Regions from separate parts of the Mus musculus genome. Here region 2 is linked to region 1. Evidence: chromatin contacts called from public promoter capture Hi-C data. All regions are on one chromosome and are shown on one strand. Each heading gives the region's core, a stretch centred on a gene start, on an enhancer-like site or on the middle of the called end of the contact. The rest is flanking DNA. Distances are from core to core; before and after follow the strand shown. Region 1 overlaps Slc15a5 (solute carrier family 15, member 5). Region 2 holds the start of Mgst1 (microsomal glutathione S-transferase 1).

Region 1 (4,409 bases), core at 1,266-3,765:
CCGTGATGGTGTGTACTTATCCTACAAGCCCATCAATTAAGAGGCTAGAACCAGAGAATCCCCCCCAGTTCAAACAAGCCTAGACTACATATCGAGTCCTGAGAGAGCTTGGGCCACACGGCACGACCTCGTCTTAATAAGAGAGCACCATCTAAAGGGCCTTAGGGGAGCCTTACTCTGCCCTAGGTAGCACTCTCCTGTCCTTGTACAAAGACTGCCCGGGTGAGCCTCTTAAATAATCATCTCTCCGGTGCCAGTATCTACGATCCCATCATAAAAGGTAGGCAAGCAAGGGAGGGAAGCCCGTGATTTATCAAGTCATCTACATCTGCTCCTAAGGAAAGCTTTCTTTCTCTCTCTCTCTCTCTCTCTCTCTCTCTCTCTCTCTCTCTCTCTCTCTCAGATATTGTAATCTAAATCATTTTAATGCCCAGCGCATCCGTGGAAATCGTTGTGAAGAAACTCTTCTCCTCACTGAGAAGTCTCTGAAGTTTTATGGCAGTACACAGGGAGCATCTTCAAGTATTGATCTTTGGGAGACAGCCCTCTGAAACTGGATTTGATTCTCTTGTGAGACCCGTTATCCACTATTTTCTTCTTCAATCGAATACTTCATACGTTTCACTGGGAAAGTCAACATAAAGAAGAGTGTACTTTATTTACAATGAATAATTATGATCCTTCCAATAAACTATGATGACTTTTAATGATATATTATGCTCTTGAACTAATAAAGCGATTTTAAAGTCTTGGTGATTACTCTGTGACCGGAAACAATCATTTTCCATGTTAGCGTGTCAATCATATTGTATAATCATTACAGTGGTTCAGCAGTTGAAGGTGATATGAAAGATTTATTTATAATTTTAATGTCATTAGAAGCTAAGAAACAATATGCTTCTACTTCTTCTTTCTGTATATTCACTAAGGCTTTATTGCATTCTAGGTATTATAAACCATAAGTAATATGATGTTTAGATAATAAATGTGTATAGAATTCTGCTATATTTGACCTTGGCATTCTACTAAAATATATCTTGATTAAGAAACTTTCTTCAGAATTTAAAAGCAATGTTACTAAAATAGAGGTCGTTTGGTTTGGTTTTATTTGGTCTTATCAGGTTTGGGACAAGATCTCATAGAGCCCAGGCTGCCCTCAAACTTAACTATGTAGCAGAGGATGATCAAAGAAGTGGAAATACAGACAGATGCCTCTCTAGGCCATACAATTATTATTATTATTATTATTGTTGTTGTTGTTATTATTATTATTATTATTGAATAAAGTTAATGTCCTGTCATCTCTTTATCACAATTTGCCTCAGTATGTGACAAAGTTTGGTTTTCAGCCTCCTATTTTAGGCGACTCTGTCTTCTCCCCAAACTGCATGTCTTGTTGACGCTACCCTAAGTTCTTCCATACTGCCGCCCAGACTTTAAAGGTTCTCCCAGCACCCTTCCTTGACTTCCTCTCCAGAACCAGGCTAGATTGGGCAAGAGCATTTTTTTTAACTGTTCATTCCAAGAGACTGTGATTGAATGCCTCTCTTGCTGATCTGTCCAATGTTTAGAGCCATGGAGTAAGAAATGTAGCCAATTGTAACTTGATTAGGTTACAATGTGCATTTTTAAATGCTCTAAGCGCAGTCAAACCCCAGGCGTTTTTCTTATTCCAGCTACTTGCTATGTGTTCCTTTGTTTGGAGGACAAGTTTATAAAGTCAGCTCTATAGGCAGAAATTCTTCCCCACAACTTATTCGTTGTTTTGCACAATTCCCTGGCAAAACAGTGGGGCTGAGCCTGCTGCTCTTACAACTTTCCTCGCTGTGAAAGGTTAAATGCCAAGCTTGCAGTTTTGGGCTTAATGAACACCCCAAAGGAGCCTCATTAATGCAGTATCTAGCGCATTGGTCTCATAATGAACATCCCGAAGATCAAGAAAGTTCCAAACGCCTCATCTTGGTGTAAATGAAAAGCCACAGCGTGCTCTGGCTGTTAGAAAAGGACCGGGACGACTTTGGCCCTTCCCCAAATGTCCCTTCATCTCCTTAATTTCTACATTGTAATGGGGAGGGAAAAAAAAGGTGTTCATTACACTCTCGCTCTTCCTTTGCGATGAAAGAACATCAGAAATTATAAAATTGACCCAAAGCAAGCAGCAGAAGAGCTGAGAACTCGCAGGTTGGCGTTGACACTTGTGATTAGCTAAATTGCAGTAACTACAGACGCTTCGGTTGGGAACAGGGTGCATTCACACGGCAGTTTCTTCTCTAGTGCCTGGCGACATTATCTCTGAGCACCTGGAGTAGTTTAGGCATTAAGTGTAATTGGTTTTGCTTTACATAAATCTGGAGCTTTGTAAATAAGCGGAGCGTTTCAGCTTCTATATAACACCAATTAACTTAAAGGGATGCCTTGTTTGCAGAAACCCGCTGCGTTCCGTACTGTATTTCTCTCATAATGTGCTCACTGGCAGCGAAGTCCTGTGTCCCTGCAGCATATCATAGGTTCCAGCCGCTTCCTCCGAGGGCCTCTCCCAGCCGCTCACTCTCTCCAGCTCACAAAGCGGCTGAAAGGCGGCGGACAGAAGCCAGTCTTCCCTAAAAAGCCCCCTTACGCTGGATTTCTGTTCAAGACTGAAACTTGAATGGAGGGCTTGGAAAATGTTTTCTGTGACCCATGAGCCCACAGGTCTGACCCCAGCTGGTTCTGTCAGCTAATGACAGAGACATCTTTCTCTTTTTCCCTGACAAGAATTCGGTGAAGCCCTAATTCAGACATTGTGCCTATACACAAACAATCTTTACATGTGTTTTCATTATACAAGTTTAACAATAAAGTTTTCCCAACATATTGCCTTGTTTCTTAACAGGAAAACAACAACCACAGTGTCTGAAGAAAAAAAAATAATAACTAGGATCTGGAAGAGGGTAGATTTTTCTCCCAGGCTCTTTGGCCATTTCCCCTTATTATATCTCTCTACTTGGCTGACTTCCTTGTCTGTAGTATCCCCACTTTGATACTCTGAATTCTGGCATTCATCCCATCATTACCAACCTGGAATTCCCAGCACTTTGTGGAACTCTGGAGAATGATCAATAGGTAAGAGCACATACTGTGAGAATATGAGTATGACTCCCAGAACCCAAAAGAAAAACGTTTGGCCTGACCACACATGCTCAGCGTTGATGGGCGGAGACAAGCAGATCAGGGTGTTCCCTGCTTGTCCCGCCAGCATAGCTGACTAGGTAGGTAAGCTTCAGCTTCAGTGAGAGACTCTGTCTCAAGGGAATACATGGGAGAATGATAAGACAAGACTTCCAGCATCCTCCTCCTCTTGCTCTGTGTGCATGGGCATGCGCAGACACAAACACAAGCGTATACCACCCGCATTAACTTTTAAAGTATTTTTATTATTTAACAGAGTACACAAGTGTACATGCACACCACACAGACACACACACACAAACAAATATCACATATGCATACATACATACATACACACATACATATAAATGAATAAATAAAAACAAATTTTGAGCAGAGTTTCAGAAACAGTCATTTCCGCAGACAACTATACTGTTGTTCTTAAGGGTGGCAGGGGCTGCCTTCACAAACAACACTTGATATCACCAACATTAGCTCAGCCCACGTGGGTGAAGCACTCTCCACTGTCAAATTCGAACAAGAAGGAGAAGAATAATCACATCAGGGGCAGAGATTGTGACAAAACATTTTCCTCTGTCAGAACGTACTATGGATCCTTACACTGCCCTCGTGTGGACCCTATAGTCAGGTGCACCCCACTGAAAGATTCTTGGGACCACAGTGGGAGCAGGGACCTCACTCAGAAGTGTCCTTTCAGCTCTGTCATTAAAACCATCTGGATGTTAGTACTACGCTGGTTCTGAACAGCCTTAAAGAAAGGCACTTTGAATGATGGGTAATTGTGAAGATTCTGGTGAGACTTGCACAGTGCTGTCCCATTTCTTAGTATGTTTGCTTACTTAGCAATCAGAGTGACCCTAGGCTTTTAGATAGTCTCAGGGAAGTCTTCCAACAAGAGACTGTGAGCTGTCTCACCTGGGTGCAAGGAACTAACCGGCTCTCTAGGAGCAGGATGTACATTCTTAATTGCTGAGCCTCCAGCCCCCAATACACATCTAGCAGCCATCACTGCTGCATTGGAACCCACCTCTTGGCTGCTATTCCATCTCTCGGATGGAACTCAGGCTGTTCTCAGGCTTACGAAACCACAAGTGGCCAAACTTACATAAACACAGCAGTGAGTCCACAGCCTATGACAAGCGTCTATTACCATGGTAACGGCAAATCAGGAACCCATTTAATGGCACTTAAGCGAAAGGCAAGGCAACAATTCTGTAATGGAGTCCACGGGAGGTAAGGAT
Region 2 (4,944 bases), core at 280-2,779, 160 kb before region 1:
GTGTCAAGTCTCAGGTTCTGATGGCTAAACCTTTCTCTCAAGATCCTAAAACAGTGGGGTTCTGTTTTCCAAAGTGTTTGTAGCTCAGTGCCTGGCCTGCTAGTCCACCCTCTAAGCCCTAGGCCCTCCCTCTCCCGGGACAATCACCATCACACAAGGGTCTCTTCACCTACCCAGGATGCCTGTCAGGAGAGAGCAAAGGGATGCCCACCAGTTGACTGAAAACAGCTTGGGATGAAAGACTCCGACACAGAAACCATTTTCTTCTACTTTGAAGGAAAGAAGCTTGAGTAGGGTATAAATAAGGCCAGGTGGTACAATGGAGACTGGAGACCCCACCTGCCTGTCTCTGGAGCCCTGTCATCGCCGACCTGTATAGTTCCTGGACTCACAATTCCATTCTAGGAATTGTGGGGTGCTGTTTTCTCATTTCCTGGAAGCTTCTCCTGTAACTCCTGTTGTCATATTTTGCCCCAGTGCTATCTGCAGTTGAGAAATACTCCTCTTTCTCCTCATGGGCCCTCAGCCAAGAAAAAGCAAAGTTCTTTTCTTCTCAAAACTGTTTGCCCTATCTGCATCAGTATTGTGAAACTTGGAAAATCTGGGCACACAGCCACAAGGCCATGACTCTTCAATTTTCAATGGATCGAAAGCAGCAAACACATTTGTTGTGAGGACAGAAAAGAGGGCTGCAACAGAGGAAGAACAGAAATACACACATGATCAGAGTCCCAGGCACCTTCCCTACAGCCTCAGTGGGGCCAGACTACAGTGGCCACAGGGGAGGGCGGCTCTGGGGAGTAGCTGCCCAAGGGCTGCGCCCTCAGGTCTTTGGTCATCAGGCTACAGTCACAACAGAGCACGCTCTGCTGCTCTGCTAAGTCTGTAAGTCATATGATATCAAAAGTACCAGTGTAAAGACTTGTAGAGATTTCTCTTGCCTACCACAGGAGAATCTAGAAAAGCAAACAACTTTTCAACAAGTTGAAAGGCCTGCATGTCCAAGTCACCCGGGACACTGTAGGGTTTTACTCCCTGGGAAAGGACAGAAGTTGCTGAAACCGCAGTGACTTCTCATCTTGTTACAACTTGCATGTATTTTTTTTCCCCTCCCCTCAAGATCAAGAGACCCTTTCAAAGGGAATGCTACTTGGGCTTGAAAATAAGAAATAAGAAAACCATCTCTTAAACATGAAAAGACTCGTGCTCCCAAGTTTCTTCTTGGAGTTTGAGAAAGGAAAACTTAATGCAGGAACAGAAAAGCACAATTCTCATTTAGAGCGGGCCACAAAAATGGGGGCGGGGGGTGGTCATTTAAACAACTAAAGGGAACAAAGGCTTTTCAAACAGGCACAGCCACTCTCTAGCCTTACACCTGCCACCCACCGGCCCCTTGCACCCACCCACTCCTAGCCTGGGAGCAGCACCGTGGCCGTGCGCAGCACCCACCTGAATCCAGGGAGAAGGGCTGCAAGTTGTCCTGCCGAGCCTGTGCACTTCTGGGACTTTTCACCAACAGGACCCGCGCTGGCACCGCCCTTTTTCAGGCTATTTTTCTATTAATCACCCCGCCTCCTGACCGTGCCAAGCCCCGCCTTCGGAGCTTGCCAAATCCCACCCCTGAATCGCCCCGAAACTGCTGTGGCTGGTGAGGGTCTTTCTCTGCTAAGGATCTTGGCAGTTCTGTTCCGGCTCCGGAAGAAGGGAAGCAAGGAAGGGGTTGCTAACTTTTATGTCGCTGGAAACAAAAAGACCTTAGTGTTGAATTTGGAAAACCTAAAAAGAAAATGTTTTAAGGAAATGTAAATCTCGGGGGAGGGGCTCTATTGCTGTGAATACCTTCAGGGTGCAAAGTGAAACCTGCGAAATTATGAGTCTGTTAGGCAACTAACTTGTTTCACAGTGACTTAGGAAAGTGTTGCAAGGGGGCAGGGTCGTTAGGGCAACATCAAAGCTATTGCACATCACAGAGCCCCACAGTAATGGCCAAGCTCCAGCTCTGAGAGCTCTAAGGTTGATAAGTTCCCATCTGCAACATTTCACTCGGGAACTTTACCAGTTTACACCTGTGCCCCACATTGCTCTGAGAATCAATCAGTCTTTCTCTTTTCTTTTCTTTTCTTTCCTTTTCTTTTCTTTTCTTTTCTTTTCTTTTCTTTTCCTTTCTTTTCTTTTCTTCCCTCCCTCCCTCCCTCCCTCCCTTCTGTCCTCCTCCCTCCTGTCCTCCTTCCCTCTCTCTCTCTCTTTCTTTCTTCCTTTCTTTCTATTCCTTCCTTTCTTTTACACGATTATTCTCTTTTTTATTTCTTCATTTTCCTCCTCTTCGTCTTCTTCCTCCTCCTTCTTCAGTATGAACCACTTAATTTTCTGAGTTTTAGCTGGGTGCCTCTTTGGTTTGGTTTTATTTGTCGTTTTAGAGAGGATTTTGTTACTTAGCCCTGTCTGGAACGCGTGGTACACACTAGTCTGTACACAAACTTATGACCATTCCTGCCTCAGCCCCCAAGGGCTAAGATTTTTCTCACCAGGACCCACTCTGATTCTGACTTTCAAGATTCAGTAGACAGTTCTATTTTATATCCCTTCCAAAAACTAAAAGGAATTAAGAAGCAATGTGCTGACCCAAGCTGAAGTCAGTCAGTCCTGAAGATGGTTTCTTTAAAGGCATGATTGGTAGAACATCTGAAAAGAGTGTTTGGTCGACCTTTTCATTTCAGTTGAAAACATTGTTCAGTTCCTCTCTGGGGCCACACCAGAACACTGAGTGCAGTGGAGCAGAGCTTTCTGAATTTCCTTGAGAGCGGTTAGTACTGCAAGGACTTAAAGAGCTCTTCATTTACACCAAGGAAGACAGCACAAATCCTGAAGGCAAGATTACACAGAAAGGTGCACAAAAATTCTTAACTCTTATCTTCGGAAAGCCAGTGGGAAAACAAGGGCACACTTTTACAAAGAGCATCTCAGTCATCTAATGATCTCATTGAACTTTGTCCAAACTATCGGCTAGTTAATCAATACATAAAGGGTTTCTGCTGTAACGCCCTACTAATTATTGACCATCTGGTAAATGTGATTTTACGTGTGCATATAGCAGAAAGATCTGTTGCTGTCTTTAGTATAATATGAGCATTTGCTTGTAATAGATTTAATTCAGCAAACACTTTAGTGAATGCAAGATACTTGGTTTGATGATGAAGTTTAAAGCTAAAGGGGGGCTATACCCCAGCGTTGTGGGTGCAAGCACAGCTTTTCCCTTCCTCTTGCATCCTCGGTGTGCTTTAGATGACTGAAAAGGATAAGTATTATTGTTTAGCTTGTCTTAGTTTGAGTAAAAAGGATTCCAATTTTTAACCTTTCTCCTTATCACCCTTTTAACCCTAAGGGGGGAAAAAATCTCTCAGAGAAACTCCCTCCAAACTTTAAGACAAATAGTCCTCTGGTAACTAGAAAAACAGTGTGTGTGTGTGTGTGTGTGTGTGTGTGTGTGTGTGTGTGTGCCTGTGTGTGTCTGTGTGTGCCTGTGTGTGTCTGTGTGTGTCTGTGTCTGTGTGTGTACATGTGTGTGTGCATGTGTGTGTTTTTGTGGCAGATAAAGCATGCAGAGGGATGGTCATTCTCTAGCATGTACACCTGCTTTACCTTCTACCTTTCCTGCTTGTTATGGCCACTTGCTTGAGAGAAACACTTTTCTCAGTGAAACTTTACATGCATTAAACAGGGGGACAGTACAATTCAGTCACAATTAAACACAACGTGGCAGAGGATATTGAATATCTTACTGAATCCCATGCCGCTGGGAAAACTGTCTCTATGTTTCTCAGAAATATAAACAAATTTATATCCCAGAAAGACTGTTCCTAGATATTAACCCAAGAAGTAAGAATGGCCACAAAGAAAGATATCCAAGAACAATCCATGAGCAGGGGAATGAAAAAAGCTAATTGTGGTATATTCATACTACATTCTACTGACTATATCATAAGAAAAAGCAATAAGCTACTGATCACATGATGGCATGATTCAAACTCATTATTATGCTAAACAAAAGAAGACCAAACACAAAAGCATATGGCTTCATTTACATGAAAGATTATTTTTTTTAAAGAAAGAAACCTAATTTACAATAATAGACATAAATAAGTAGCTGTTTTTACTAGAAAGGGGGTGGCAAATGGCTGAGAACAAAGAATGTGTCTGTCTCTTATGATAAAACACCTTAGGTGTGTGGAGTTAGAGGGAACTTTATGGTTATGGAGGCTGGCAAGCCCGAGGCCCTGATTCAGAGCAGAGCTGGTGCCAATGGGGGCTGGGCACTGCTTCTAAGACAGAGCCTCACTCAGTCACAGGCCAGCCACCTCCCACACCCTTTACAAAGACACCAACTCCACTCTGATTTAATCTCTTCCCAAAGCCTTGGCTTCTTAATACCACCACAGTGGGAACTGTGTTTCAATACAGATTTTCTGGACACAAGTATTCTGACCCATAGCAAAGTGTAATAAGCTTTCCAGAATGGTGAAGATGAGGGTATTTGGTACATGGGTATGTGCATTTATCACACTTGGTGATTCAAACACTTAATATCAAAGCAAACTACACCACGAAGAGTAGCTTTTAAGAGTTTGTAGCCTTTACAAAAGCTAACAATGAGCTATGAGCATAATAGTTGCATATCAGCCAAGGCTCAAGTCACCTTGACCTTGGATCAAAAATGAAGAAGGGAGTTTGTGAAAAGACCCAATCGCTGTTTTTAGAAGAGAAAATGCTAATGGGTCATAACAGAGGGTTCTGCGGATTACTCTTCTTATTCAAGTCAGCAAGCAACACCCGTCTCTAGCAGCATCAAGACAGGACGACCATTTACAGGATCAGTAGAGACTTTCCTAAGGCCTGCTGTTCTGATGTGTGTAATGTACTAAGGATCGAGAGGAAGCATCCAGGATT

Evidence for each region. Promoter capture Hi-C pulls out the DNA fragments that hold promoters and counts their contacts.
Region 2: a promoter capture Hi-C map of second pharyngeal arch cranial neural crest shows a contact between it and region 1, with 2.1 times the contacts expected there. The contact joins the promoter of Mgst1 here to the enhancer-like site in region 1. A contact is called at or near these places in 12 of 39 promoter capture datasets (3T3-L1-derived adipocytes, the HPC-7 cell line, HPC-7-derived erythroid cells and 8 more), 1 of 15 datasets of contacts at CTCF or cohesin (large pre-B cells), 58 of 484 Hi-C or Micro-C datasets (3T3-L1-derived adipocytes, the AML12 cell line, the HPC-7 cell line and 32 more), 12 of 115 datasets of contacts at active chromatin or transcription factors (astrocytes, bone marrow-derived dendritic cells, bone marrow-derived macrophages and 8 more) and 3 of 9 other capture datasets (adipose tissue, embryonic stem cells and pancreatic islet).

The regions. Positions count from the first base shown.
Region 1 is chr6:137,980,492-137,984,900 of GRCm38.p6, reverse strand. It overlaps Slc15a5 (solute carrier family 15, member 5), which reads left to right. Exons shown (of 9, transcript NM_177787.4): 9 at 404-1,311. The coding sequence ends at 551. Among named protein-coding and RNA genes, the nearest start is that of Slc15a5, 97 kb to the left of the region's middle. Within about 2 kb of position 2,515, at least 9 of the 459 cell types and tissues checked have an H3K27ac peak or open chromatin away from gene starts, as enhancers often do. A contact at or near this core is called in second pharyngeal arch cranial neural crest, where this site is marked.
Region 2 is chr6:138,137,112-138,142,055 of GRCm38.p6, reverse strand. Mgst1 (microsomal glutathione S-transferase 1) reads right to left here and starts at 1,529. Exons shown (of 4, transcript NM_019946.5): 1 at 1,450-1,529.